Linked DNA regions of Sus scrofa: region 2 is linked to region 1. A link is a contact called in public Hi-C data. All regions are on one chromosome and are shown on one strand. The core of a region is the stretch at or near the end of the contact, and the rest is flanking DNA. Distances in the headings are between cores, read along the strand shown.

The links. Hi-C and Micro-C count contacts between places; a contact is called where the count stands out from the background.
Region 2: a contact with region 1 is called in a Hi-C map of embryonic fibroblasts, with 2.0 times the contacts expected there. The contact joins two enhancer-like sites. A contact is called at or near these places in 1 of 47 Hi-C or Micro-C datasets (embryonic fibroblasts) and 1 of 2 datasets of contacts at active chromatin or transcription factors (alveolar macrophages).

The regions. Positions count from the first base shown.
Region 1 is chr1:29,105,992-29,112,138 of Sscrofa11.1, forward strand. It overlaps the pseudogene LOC110260030. Among named protein-coding and RNA genes, the nearest start is that of ALDH8A1, 48 kb to the left of the region's middle. Within about 2 kb of position 2,665, at least 56 of the 83 cell types and tissues checked have an H3K27ac peak or open chromatin away from gene starts, as enhancers often do. A contact at or near this core is called in alveolar macrophages and embryonic fibroblasts, where this site is marked.
Region 2 is chr1:29,608,203-29,614,349 of Sscrofa11.1, forward strand. No RefSeq gene overlaps it. Among named protein-coding and RNA genes, the nearest start is that of SGK1, 140 kb to the right of the region's middle. Within about 2 kb of position 3,984, at least 7 of the 83 cell types and tissues checked have an H3K27ac peak or open chromatin away from gene starts, as enhancers often do. A contact at or near this core is called in alveolar macrophages and embryonic fibroblasts, where this site is marked.

The sequences.
Region 1 (6,147 bases), core at 1,415-3,914:
AGGGACATGTTCCTTCTCTGGGCCACACGTGTCTGCTTGGGCGCTGGGAGCCAGGCTGGGCCTTGAGATTCACATGTGGGGATTCTTACAAGATAAGCCATCAGGAAAACAGGTGACAGAGGGCAGCACTTGTTCAAGCACAGGAGGGCTATCTCAGAACTGGGAACTCGCTACCTGGAGAAGCTCGCCCCTGGCTGCCCCCAGAAGGTATGGGGCACACTGCAGAGAAAGGGGTGCTGTCTTTACAGGATGCAGGTGGTTACCAGCCAGGAGCTCAAGGACGGCTTTCTTGAGGGCGGAAATGGGCATCAGGAGCCACTCACAGCCACGCCCTGAAACTATCGAATCTCTTAACATCAAGAACAGCCATCAGGGAGGCTGCAGGACCGATGGTGTTTGATTGACAGCATGGGCAGTTAACCTTCCAACCAAATCTCAGGGCTTCCAATGGCCACAATACTGCCTTTCCACTTACTGCCTTTCTCCTAGCTTTCAAAATGCCAGGGCTCATCCAAAACAAACTGACAGATGGCATTTCACTGCTAAACCAACCGCAGTTCTATTTTGGTTTAAAGCAACCTTCCAGGAATAAGTCACAAAAGGATTCTGCAGCCAAAGGCTGCTGTCGTCATCTCCACAAGCTAGCGTAGGTGACCGACCTTGATGTGGCAGAGTCCGCTCAATGACACGAGTCCACGTCAACAGCACACCTGCAGCAAGAAGATGCAGCACCCAAAGGTATCAGGGATTCCAGCTGTTATTTGTCCAGATATTCTTTGTGGTAAAGCCGGGGGAAGAAAGCCTTCTGACCTAATCATACTATCAGCAACAATAGGAATAAATATAAAAGTGTCCCAGACAACTTGTAAGAAAGCAACAGCACCATTCTTTAAATTACATTACTAATATAAAAGCACTATATTCTCTGGGGAACTTACCCAATTACCCAAACCACTGATCCACTGTTGCCTTTTAAATCATGTACTAAAATTCAGATTACCGCTTTGCACAAATAATAGACCACATGTGCTGCCCAAAACACTGCATTACACTGTGTGGACCAAGTTCCTGGGTTTCACTTAAAAAAAGAAGTATTTATCATAGAAAATGTCAACAAAAGAAGTTTAAAGCTTAGAATCAAAGGCAGCATTTTACCTAGATTTCTATATGCTTGCTACAATTCTAATGGGGGTCATTTTTGGTTCACAAGTGATTCATGTCTGGACTTTCAGACCGAAAAGTTACTCTGCACTTCCTTCAAAACAAGACGAACACTCCCATGTGCTTTCTGTGCCCAAATTTAATTGTAGATAAATAGCTGTAATATACTAAATATGACTGACATGGTCAAGCATTCCTGTTGAATTGGAGAAAATTATTTACCCCTGTCCCAATCCACAAAGAAAGAACTGCCAACGAAGAGTGGCGTGTGTATACAGATGTATGTGTGTGTGTATACACACACATATGTATATATATACACACATTTATCTGTGTATATATACATATAAACAGATTACATGTGTATATGTATCTGTGTACACATACATATAAAATACATGCATATCCACAGAGAGATAAATAGGTAATGATACATATTTATCTAAACAAAGGGAACAACAAAAATACCAAACCATGCTTGAATTGTGGTAGATTAAGAGAATGTTAGAGTGAAGGGGAAAACTGATAAAGTCTATTACAGTTTTAAATGACTATGATACTAACTCAACCTTTTTTTTTAAACTGAAATTGCCTGTACCTCCTCTCCAAACAGACAGACTTCTTTTAAGAGGAAGGAGTTCCTTACACAATATACTTTGTATTCACAGAAATCTATGCTATTCAGAACAAAACCAGTTCTGCTGGCAGATTGTGAGATCGCAGGGACATTTAAGTTGTCATTAAAATGGAAAGCAATCAAATCTTTACATCTACAAATTATACATTTAATAGTTCCACAAATTTGGCAAAGTTCGTGATGACACCTAGGTTGTTTTCACCAAATCGTAGACGTAAATATGGAAATCATCATCAAACTTGATGAAACAGACAGACGGTTTGGCCTCTACTTGATGGATGACCATGCCAGTCCTTTTAGAGCCATCTTCTTTGGCATATTCCACTTGTTTGCCTACCAGGTTGTCCACAACTTCTGGTTCTCTTTCTGCTGGAGGTGAATCAATAGAATCAGGCATAATGTGAAGGTCTCCTTCTTTATAATCATCCAAGAGTTGGTACATATACAAGACAGGATCTTTCTCATAGGTGATGTAAAACCACGTGCTCATTACAGGGACACGGGCTAGGACCATTCCCCTCCACTCGGCCTTAGAGCCATCCTCGGTCTCAAACACGTGCTTCACTGCTTTGCCAATCATCGTGTCCGCTAGGTGTGCATCGCTGATTTGAGATGTTGCAACTCTATCGGGGAGGACTTCAAGCGCAGAAACCCTTTCATCTTCATTAAGTTCTAGTCCATAAACACAGTCAACTCCATCGTATTTTATAAGATACAAAGAAGGATTTACAGGCACCTGGTCCAGAACGGTTCCTTTCCACTGGGTGACAGGGCCTTCTCCCTCTTTCCACCCATGCTGAATCCTGCAGCCTACGATGCTCCGCGGAGGCTGGGAAACTGGTGTGCTGGTGCCCACACTGCTCCGATGTGTTTTGTGGGACGACTTTTTCTTCATCTTCATCATGCTTGCCGACACACCAGTATAGGCCTGCATCAGCTCTGGACCGCTGGCCAGGTGCCCTCATTCATCTGTGATTAGGTGACCAGCAGAACTTCTGGAGAGGATGAAAAGTTCAAGATTCTCCAATTTGAAACTTCTCACGGAATTCCAGTGTTCTTATTAATCCATCATCCAAATGCCGCTTTTACAAGTTCAGCAAAAGTTTGAAATCATGAGGCCTTTGCGGGGCGGCGGAGGCCAACGTCCGCAGCCCCGCGGGCCCCGCCTTCCAGCGCTGCGTTCGGGCGGGGCCGGAGGTACCCGGCCGGCCGGACCGCGCTGCCCCGCCCCCACCCGGCGCCGGCGGCCCCGCCCCCGCCTCCGGTCCCGCCCCCGGCTGCACCGCACAGGCGCAGTGAGCCGGCCGACTGCTGGAGACTTAGCGGCGTTTGTTGTTGTCCTGGAATTGCAAGTACTAAAAGGCCACGATTGGTTTTCGCTTCACTCTGTAAGAGGTCTAATATGCACAGTTCTTGCATTTCAAGCTCTTATGATTAAAGAAAACCGTACAGATAAAAATCGTAGGACAAACGAGCCCGCGCGGAGCCCAGGCACAGCGCGAGTAATAGGAAACACAAGAGGTCCCGGGGGAAGCCTTGCGTAGCACCAGCCAACGCTGGGCCGGAGTTCACGAACTGGGCCGGCTGCTCACATAAATCACCCACACCTCTCAGTGGCTAGAAAATCATGTCCTTTGCTTTGTCCTTTACAAACATTTGCAAACAAATTGTCCTCGACAAAGATTTGCAAACAAAACTTTTTAGCAGATCCTTAAGGTCTTTTGGAGGGGGGGGTGATAGAACTGCCTGAAGATGTCAGCAGCACCATCAAAACTTCCTTCTGGCTCTATTCGACCTTCTCTGTGCCACATCCGTGGGAGCCGGAAGCTTCTTAATAGTCTACTCACATTATACCTCAATCTAAAAAAAGTAATGAGCAGGAAAATTGAGTACTCGATGTGCCTCAAATGGCTTTCTATTTGGCTTGGGCAGCGGGGAAGTGGGAGTTTTTTAGCTCTTCTGTGGTGCTGTCGATATGAAGCACATTAAACGTGAGTCAGAGTGATAAGACTCTTCAAGGTTCTCTCCAGAAATTCGTTCTAAGACTTCTTAACGATGATAAAGAAACAAAAGTAAGATGCCCGAGGTCCCACTCGTTTTTCAGAGAGTCCCTAACTTTGGGGCAAGAATGTGTAATTTATTACTTGGAAGGAATTCATAATAACAATGTGTATTTATAGTTGAATGACATATATCCCAGGCCTTTAAAGCTGCTCATGAAGAGTTCAATGATTTCATAAGTTGGGCAACCAGCCCTCAATACTTTCTCTTCCTTACGGAATATGATTGACATTGGAGGGTCTGAGAACTTCTGCAGTGAAAACCCCTGGAAGACTTCAGGCTAAACAGAGAAACGAAAGTCTAATAGTGAATATTTCATACCTGCTCTGTGAGTGCACATTATAATCTTTCTCTTCTATTTCCTGTATAAAACCTTTAATAAGGTGTTCCTCTTGTGGCTCAGCAGATCACAAATCCAAACAGTATCCATGAGGATGCAGGTTTGGTCCCTGGCCTCGCTCAGTGGATTAAGGATCCAGTGTTGCTGTGAGCTGTGGTGTAGGTCACAGATGCAGCTTGGATCCCGTGTTGCTGTGGCTGTGGTGTAAGCTGGCAGCTGCAGCTCTGATTCAACCCCTATCCTAGGAACTTCCATATGCTGCAGGTATGGCCCTAAAAGGAAAAAAAAAAATCTTTTAGTGAGACTTTGAGATGAAGAGGGTGAGTTTTGGGTGAATATGAGGAGTTGCTGGGGGTAAGGCAAAAGGAAAGGCTGGCTTTGGGGGTCAGCTGACGTATGGGTTCCATGGACACTGCAGAGCGTACAGTGGGGTAAAGAAAGGTGCTGTGGGAGTTTGGAGGAGGAACGTGCATGGAAGGCTTGAGGAGATCAGGAAAGCTTCCTAGATGTGAAGGCTACATTGAAACCTGGAGGGCGAATGGGTGCCAGTTATCATTGCTATATAACAAATTACCTCAAAAAACAACCATTTCATTTTGCTCACAGCTGGGAGGGTCAGGACGTTGGGAGGGTCTTGGTTGGCTGTTTCTCTTGCCTTATAGACGGATCCCATCAATCTCTGCCTTCATTGTCATGTGGCATTCTCCCTGTCTTCCTCTTCCCAGGGTCATCTTCTCCTTGTGTGTGTCACTATGTCCAAAGTTCCTTTTATTAGCAAGGACACCGGTCCCATTATATTAGAGACCACTCTAGTCTAGTGTGACTTCATCATAACTTGGTTGTCTCTGCAAAGACCATATTTCCAAATAAGGTCACATTCAGAAGTTCCAGATGTTAGGTCTTGACATGCTTTCTGGGGGACACTATTCAACCCATAATAGAGAGTTAGGGCTGAATGTCTCAGGTGGCTTACTCCCTTGGCTGGTGGTTGAGGCTGGTTGTCAGCTAGGAGCTCAGCCAGGCTGTCGACCAGAGCATCTAAGTGTGGTGGTCTAAGAGTCATTGAACTTCCTGTGTGGTTGCTAACATCCTCCCCCTACCCCTCCCTCAGCAGACATCCTGAGAACTAGGAAGAAGCTTCATGGCCTGTTCTGGCCTTGCCTCAGAAATCACACAGCATCATCTCTGTCATACTTTCTTGGTGGAAGCAGTTTCAAGCTGTGGACCACACCTCCCAATAGAAGGAGTGCAAACTATTACATTCAGGATGGAAAAGCAATGAGGTCCTACTGTACAGCACAGGGAACTATATCTAATCTCTTGGGATAGAGCATAATGGAAGTTAGTATGAGAAAAAGAATGTGCATATATGTGACTGGGTGACTATGCTCTACAGCAGAAATGGACACAACACTGTAAATCAACTATACTTTAATAAAAAAAAATAGGAGTGCAAAAGAGTTTGCAGGTGTGCTTGATGGTGGCCACGTCAAGCAGAGGGGAATAGTAACGGAACTGATGCTGGTGAGAAATAAAACTGAAGGTCTATGAAAAGGCCAGATCAGGGGCACTTTGCAATTTGTGTGCAGTGGTTTCCAGTATGTTTGTTCAAAGGCTAATTAGTGTGAAACTTTAAAGAGAATACACAGAAAGAGAGATGGGCATGCAATTTTATATAAAGATGTTATTAAACTCAGGAAAAATAATTCCTTCCTCCCTCTCTCGTCCCTCTTTTCTTTTTATTCTTTCATTCCCTCCTTCCCACTTTTCTTTTACTTTCTTTTACTTCCCCAAGCATGTAGCAGTAACATCTACTTTTCATAATACAGAATCAAGTTTCGGTACTACTGTGTATGCAGCCGTGATCCCTTACATATAATACAAAAAGTATCTTAAGGAGTTCCCATCATGGCGCAGTGGTTAATGAATCTGACTAGGAACCATGACG
Region 2 (6,147 bases), core at 2,734-5,233, 500 kb after region 1:
GGGACATTTCCATCCCTAAGACCCCTATTGGACAAGGACTGATTCGGTAATTGGTAATCGGTAATCGCAAAAGGCCAATGGGAGAAAACCACGTCTTTCTGGACCCCACGTTGGTAACTCCCATCTTTGAGGGATAAAAACCCCTATAGAACAACAGAGAGGGTGACTCTTCTTCCCCCTCCCAGCTGTCCTGGGAGCTGTTTGCTTTCCTGTAATAGACGGCTTGCTTGCTGCCTGTGTGTACACGAAGTTCATTCTTCAGCTCCAACAACAAGAACCCAGATTCTGGTAATATTTTTCTGGCATCAGTAGGGATCTTGTGGCCACCAATGTCCTCACTGAAAGGGGAATTCCCAATTGCTTCTTTGGGGTCCTACTCTAATCTGAGGGTCCCGCATAACACCCCTCCTCCTCATGAGATGTCCATGCCCCCCTCACCTCTGTTGGAGATGAGGTAGAAACTGGACTTAGGGGAGTTTATCACCTAAAGATTGTGGGTAATGCACAGGCAATGAGCAGGAGGGGAAAGAGTAGACAACCGTTCAAAGATCTGCAGGGTTCTCATTAGACAATAATCAGCAAACCTGCTTCTGCTCAGTTCCTGGTCTTTTTTTTTTTTTTTTTTTTTTTCTTTTTAGGGCCACACTTGAGGCATATGGAGATTCCCAGGCTAGGGGTCAAATCAGAGCTGTAGCTGACAGCCTATGCCACAGCCACAGCAATTCGGGATCTGAGCCGCATCTGCAACCTACACCACAGCTCACAGCAACGCCAGATCCTTAACCCACTGAACAAGGCCAGGGGTCAACCCGTGTCCTCATGGATGCTAGTCAGATTCATTAACCCTTAGCCACGATGGGAAGTCTCATTTGTCTCTCTTGATCACACTTGGCCATACTCTCATTTGTGCTTTGTTGTTTTTCAAGATATTTTAAATTCAGTTTTTGTTTTCTATCTATGTATTAGCTCCTTCAGAGCAAGGAAAAAAATCTAAAGATATTTTACAAACTACTGTGCCTTACACACAGTGGGTATTCAGCAAAAATCTAATGATGCACTGATGGAGTCCCAGTCTGGAAGCACCTGTGAGGTACACCTGACTAAGAGAGAAGGGAGGTCAGTCATCATGAAGTGGTACTCTGGATCTTTTTTTATTATCTTTTTTTTCTTTTTCCTACCCTTGCTTCCCCATATATGAAGTTCCCGGGCCAGGGATCAGATACAAGCCACAGCTGCAGCAAGGCTGGATCCTTAACCCACTGGCCTGGGCAAGGGAGTCGAACCTGCATCCCAGCACTTCAGAGAAGCCACCAATCCCGTTGAACCACAGTGGGAACTATGGTTTCAGATCTTTGTCATAAGTACTCTTATTCTGATCCACTAGAGGTTCTGACACAAAGTGCAAGGTAGGAATCACACAGCCTAAAAAAGTAAAGTGGCAAACTCTAGAGGGAAGTTTATTCTGATGTTGATGATGATGATGGTGATGAAGATGCTGATAAAGATTTGACTATTAACTACATTCCAGATACTTTTCTAGGTCCTTTACATATATGTACTAATTTAATCCTTACAATAAATAGTCAACATGATCTGCATTCATGGAGAAAACATTTGTGCATGACATAAGAGAATCAACTCAATAGGAAAGAGCAAAATAGAAATAGAAAAACAGTAAATTTTTGAGTCAATGTCCTTTTCCCATTAAAAGTCTTAATACTCACCCCAGGGAAACAGCATATTGCATAATATTAAAGGCATTTGCATTTTTCGTTGCTCCCTAAAGCTCTCCATTACCAAGGAAAAGGATTTTCACTCAATTAGATCACGAAGCAGAGGACTATGCATGTTGAGTCCCCAGATGTAAAAGACTTGAAGAGGTTGTGTGTAGGGGAAAAATGAATTGATAAAAAAGCCTGTCCTAGGATGTATGTTGGTGCGGGAGTAGCCTCCAGTGTGAGCAGCTAGGTGTTTATCCCTCGTCTCTTGCATGCGGGTGGCTGTCTTGAATGATACAACTGATTTTCAGCAGAAATCAATTGTACATTCTCAGACTGGATGTGGTTAGCTGAATCTAGAGCATTTTAGTCCTTGAGTCTTCCACTGTCAAATGTCAGCCTCACGTATACTTAGAATGTAAATTCAATTCCCCAACTGGGACAGGCCAGCAGAAAGAGTAAAACCCCGTATATCTTCAAAATTATATTGTATATTCAAGATGTAAATTTGAGTAGGAAAAAATGCTGTCATTATTACCGATTATTAAATGTGGCTATTTAGTCTGATTTTTCAGGAAAGTTGAATTTATGGAGTTACAGGATTCCATAGAATAAGCAAAAGCTGAAGGCAGTGGTATTAAATTTAAAGTGCTATTAAAGGCTGGTTTGACCGCAGATTTCTTTTCAGACAGAGGGTAAGTACAATGACTTTTGGGTGGTTCATTTTATTTTTTATTATATATATAGTCTTTTTAGGGCTGCATTCATGGCATATGGAAGTTCCTGGGCTAGGGGTCAAATTGGAGCTACAACTTCTGGCCTACGCTACAGCTACAGCAATGTGGGATTCAAGCCACATCTGTGACCTGCACCACAGCTCATGACAACTCTGGATTCTTAGCCCACTGAGCGAGGCCAGGAATCAAACCCATGTCCTTATGGATCCTAGTTGGGTTTGTTAGTGCTGAGAACTCCTTAGTGGTTCATTTTATTCTCTACTTGAACTACCTGAATAAAATTATGGTCAATTTTGTTGTTTCTTGTTTTGGCGATGAGGTTTTGCTAATTAGATCATTTGATAAAGCCATAGGCTCATTAGATCAAAGTTTCATGCCCTGAAATTCACCACCCCACATTGAACCCCAACATAGTCACAGTGTTTGTCACAAATAGGACCAGATGCTTGATGCTCAGTGGTTGTAGAATGCATCTTCGTTGAAATTACAGTCTGAAATGTTACTTTTCACATAAGTTATCAATAAATGTCATCCCTTTTAGCTACATTTAGTTCTTCCATATTGAAGAGTATGTCTGAGGGTAAAGCAATAAGCGTCTGAATGGTACTAAAAATAGTCATTTACGTGTGTAACCAGTGTGAGTTGTTCCCTGACACTAAGAGTACAATAAATGCCACCATCTGTGGGGCATTTAATAACCAGCTCCCTAGACACACACACACACACACACACACACACACACACTCACAGTTCTACCCCAGTTTACACTATGCGGAAAAGCTACTCTGCCTGGATGGCCCCAGGGCCCAGACTTGAGAAACCCACAGCCTTTTTGAAATTATCTTCCCAGAGTCCATCAACTTCTCTATTCCTCTTTTTTTGGTAGGAAATTTGAAAGAAAAAGCTATTATATATTCCTGGAGGCAACCATAAACCTAGCAAGAGGCCTCAAAAGGATGGATCCAGCCTACACACAATTTTTTTTGTCTCTCGAGAGAGTTTTAAAAATTAGAAAAATTTTTCATAAATATATGGTTGTTCAGTTTCTCTAAAATGTCAGAAGATCCAGCATCCCCAGACTGTCATTTCCATGGGTGACAATTTGCTGGGGCTGAGTAGCAGCCCCCTTTTCAGGGGGCCCCAGTCACCTCAGTCCCTGACAGACTCACTCAGTTCCTTAGCCGACCTAGCCCTAACAAGATTCAAGTTTTGACCTGGCCTAAACATTAGGGCGAGGACAGGAGGTCTATAACAGTGAGAAAAACCTCAAAAATATTGATTCTTTGATGAACATGTCTGTAAGCACCAGCTCGTTGCGTGTTTGCATAACTTCCCTCTGTTTCAACTTCCCATAGCAACAAGCAAATAATTGCCCAAAACTTCTCACGGGTGAGGACATATTTCAAAATTCATATACTGACTCATTTCAATCTTCACAAAAACTCTATGGGGTAATATATTTTTATCTCCATTTTGAGATGAGGAAACTAAAGAACGGAATTAAGTAACTTTTTCCAGGTCACATTGCTAGAACTCAGTGAAGAGGGAAGAATTAAACCCAAGTAATCTGTCATCAGAGTCTTTGTTTTTAGCCACCATCACATTCTATCACGCCCTGCATTCAGTTAAAAATTCTATTCTTCAGAGTTCCCGTGGTGGCTCAGTGGTTAGCGAATCTGACTAGGAACCATGAGGTTGCAGGTTTGATCCCTGGCCTCAATCACTGGGTTAAGGATCTGGCGTTGCCGTGAGCTGTGGTGTAGGTCGCAGATGCAGCTCCGATCCCGAGTTGCTGTGGCTCTGGTGTAGGCCGATGGCTACAGCTCCGATTTGACCCCTAGCCTGGGAACCTCCATATACCACGGGAGCGGCCCTAGAAAAGGCAAAAAGATTAAAAAAAAAAAAAAAAAAAAAAAAAAAAAACCTATTCTTCAAAACATCTCTCCATGTCTATGAAAGATACTCTAGATCCTCAAAGTCACTGCCTATGGGCTCCCAGACACCCTGAATGTATTATCACCAAAATCATCATACAGCCCCAGGATTGCCAGTCAAACTTTCTGTCCAGCTTTGAGCAACAACAGTGTCTTATTCACCATTGTCAGGTGTATAGCAGACATTCAATACGTCTTTGTTGAGTGAAAAAAATAAAACACGTGCTTTGTTTTTTTGCTTTTTAGGGCTGCACTTGAAGCACATGGAAGTTCCCAGGCTAGGGTCAAATTGGAGCTATAGCTGCTGGCCCATGCTACAGCTCCAGCCACAACCACAGCAACTCAGGATCTGAGCCGCATCTTTGACCTATACCACAGCTCACAGCAACGTGGGATCCCTAACCCACCCAGTGAGGCTAGGGATCAAACCCGCATCCTCACGGATACTTGGAATTGTTTCCTCTGTGTCACAATGGGAACTCCAAAGTGTGTTTTTAAGACTTTGCATGGCTACCCTCTTGCACCAAATTATCATCACATCGAAATCAGACCCATTAACATCCTAGTCTCATTGCCTCTGGACTCCCATCTTTCCACTGCTATGTTCTCCTCCACAAAGGCAGACGATAGCAGCTGGTGCACAGATATTGTGAGGATTTAATGAAATGTTTATAAAGTGCCTAACCCAGTGTCTGGTAGTTATAAAGCACTCACAATGTAGTACCTACTGTGGTGGATGCTACTAGAATATTGCATTTAACATCCTTTTTATAAAGTTATCCCCAGGTCCAACATAAACTCCTGCCTCCAGCCGGCATGTGACTTCTTTTTCATCCCCCCTTGTGATTCTCCATCTGGCATAAAGGACAAAGTGCCAAAAGCCACAGAAGAAGTAGGTCTCAGCCCCTAGGAGCAGAAATTGTACTTGAGAATTTGGAATGTATTACTCTTATGTTAACACCTACAAGTGTGTATTATAGAATATAATATGAAATTCGCATAAATTTTTAAAAGGATAAAACATGACTTAAAGAAAATTTTTACTTGCAAATGATTGCTTTGGGTTAATATCCTCAGAACCCTCTGGAAACTAGGTCCACAGTCCTATGAACGTACAGTCCAGGAGTTCCCACTGTTGACAAAAACAAACAAACAAACAAGCAAACAGAGTTCCTGTTGTGGCTCAGCAGTAACGACCTCAGCTAGTATCCATGAGGATGCAGGTTCGATCCCTGGCCTTGATCAGTGGGTTAAAGATCAGGCATTGCCGTGAGCTGTTCTGTAGGTCACAGATGCTGCTCAGATCCCAAGTTGTCATGTTGTCATGGCTATGGCATAGGCTGGCAGCTGTAGCTCTGATTCTACTCCTAGCCTGGAAACTTGCACATGCAAAAAAAAAAAAAAAAAAAAAAAAAAACTGTCCAGCCCCCAACGGAACACTCAGGATACATCCTGCCTCCCTTGTTCTGAATGCTTTTTTGTAGCCACCGGTTTCAATGAGAACGTCCTCCCTGAATGTTTTCAGTTAACAGTAACAATAGCCAGCCCTTACTGATTTCATACAGTGTGTGAAGCACCCTGTTAAACAATTCACAGGTACCTTTCAATTATTTTAAGAACTCAAAGAGGTAGGTACCACTATTATCTCATCTTTAAATTCCAGAAACAAGCTTGGAAGGCTTAAATCATGGGTCCCACATAACAGAGCTAGGAAACGGTGAAGATATTCAAAGGTGGGTGTTATCATTCTTAGCCATT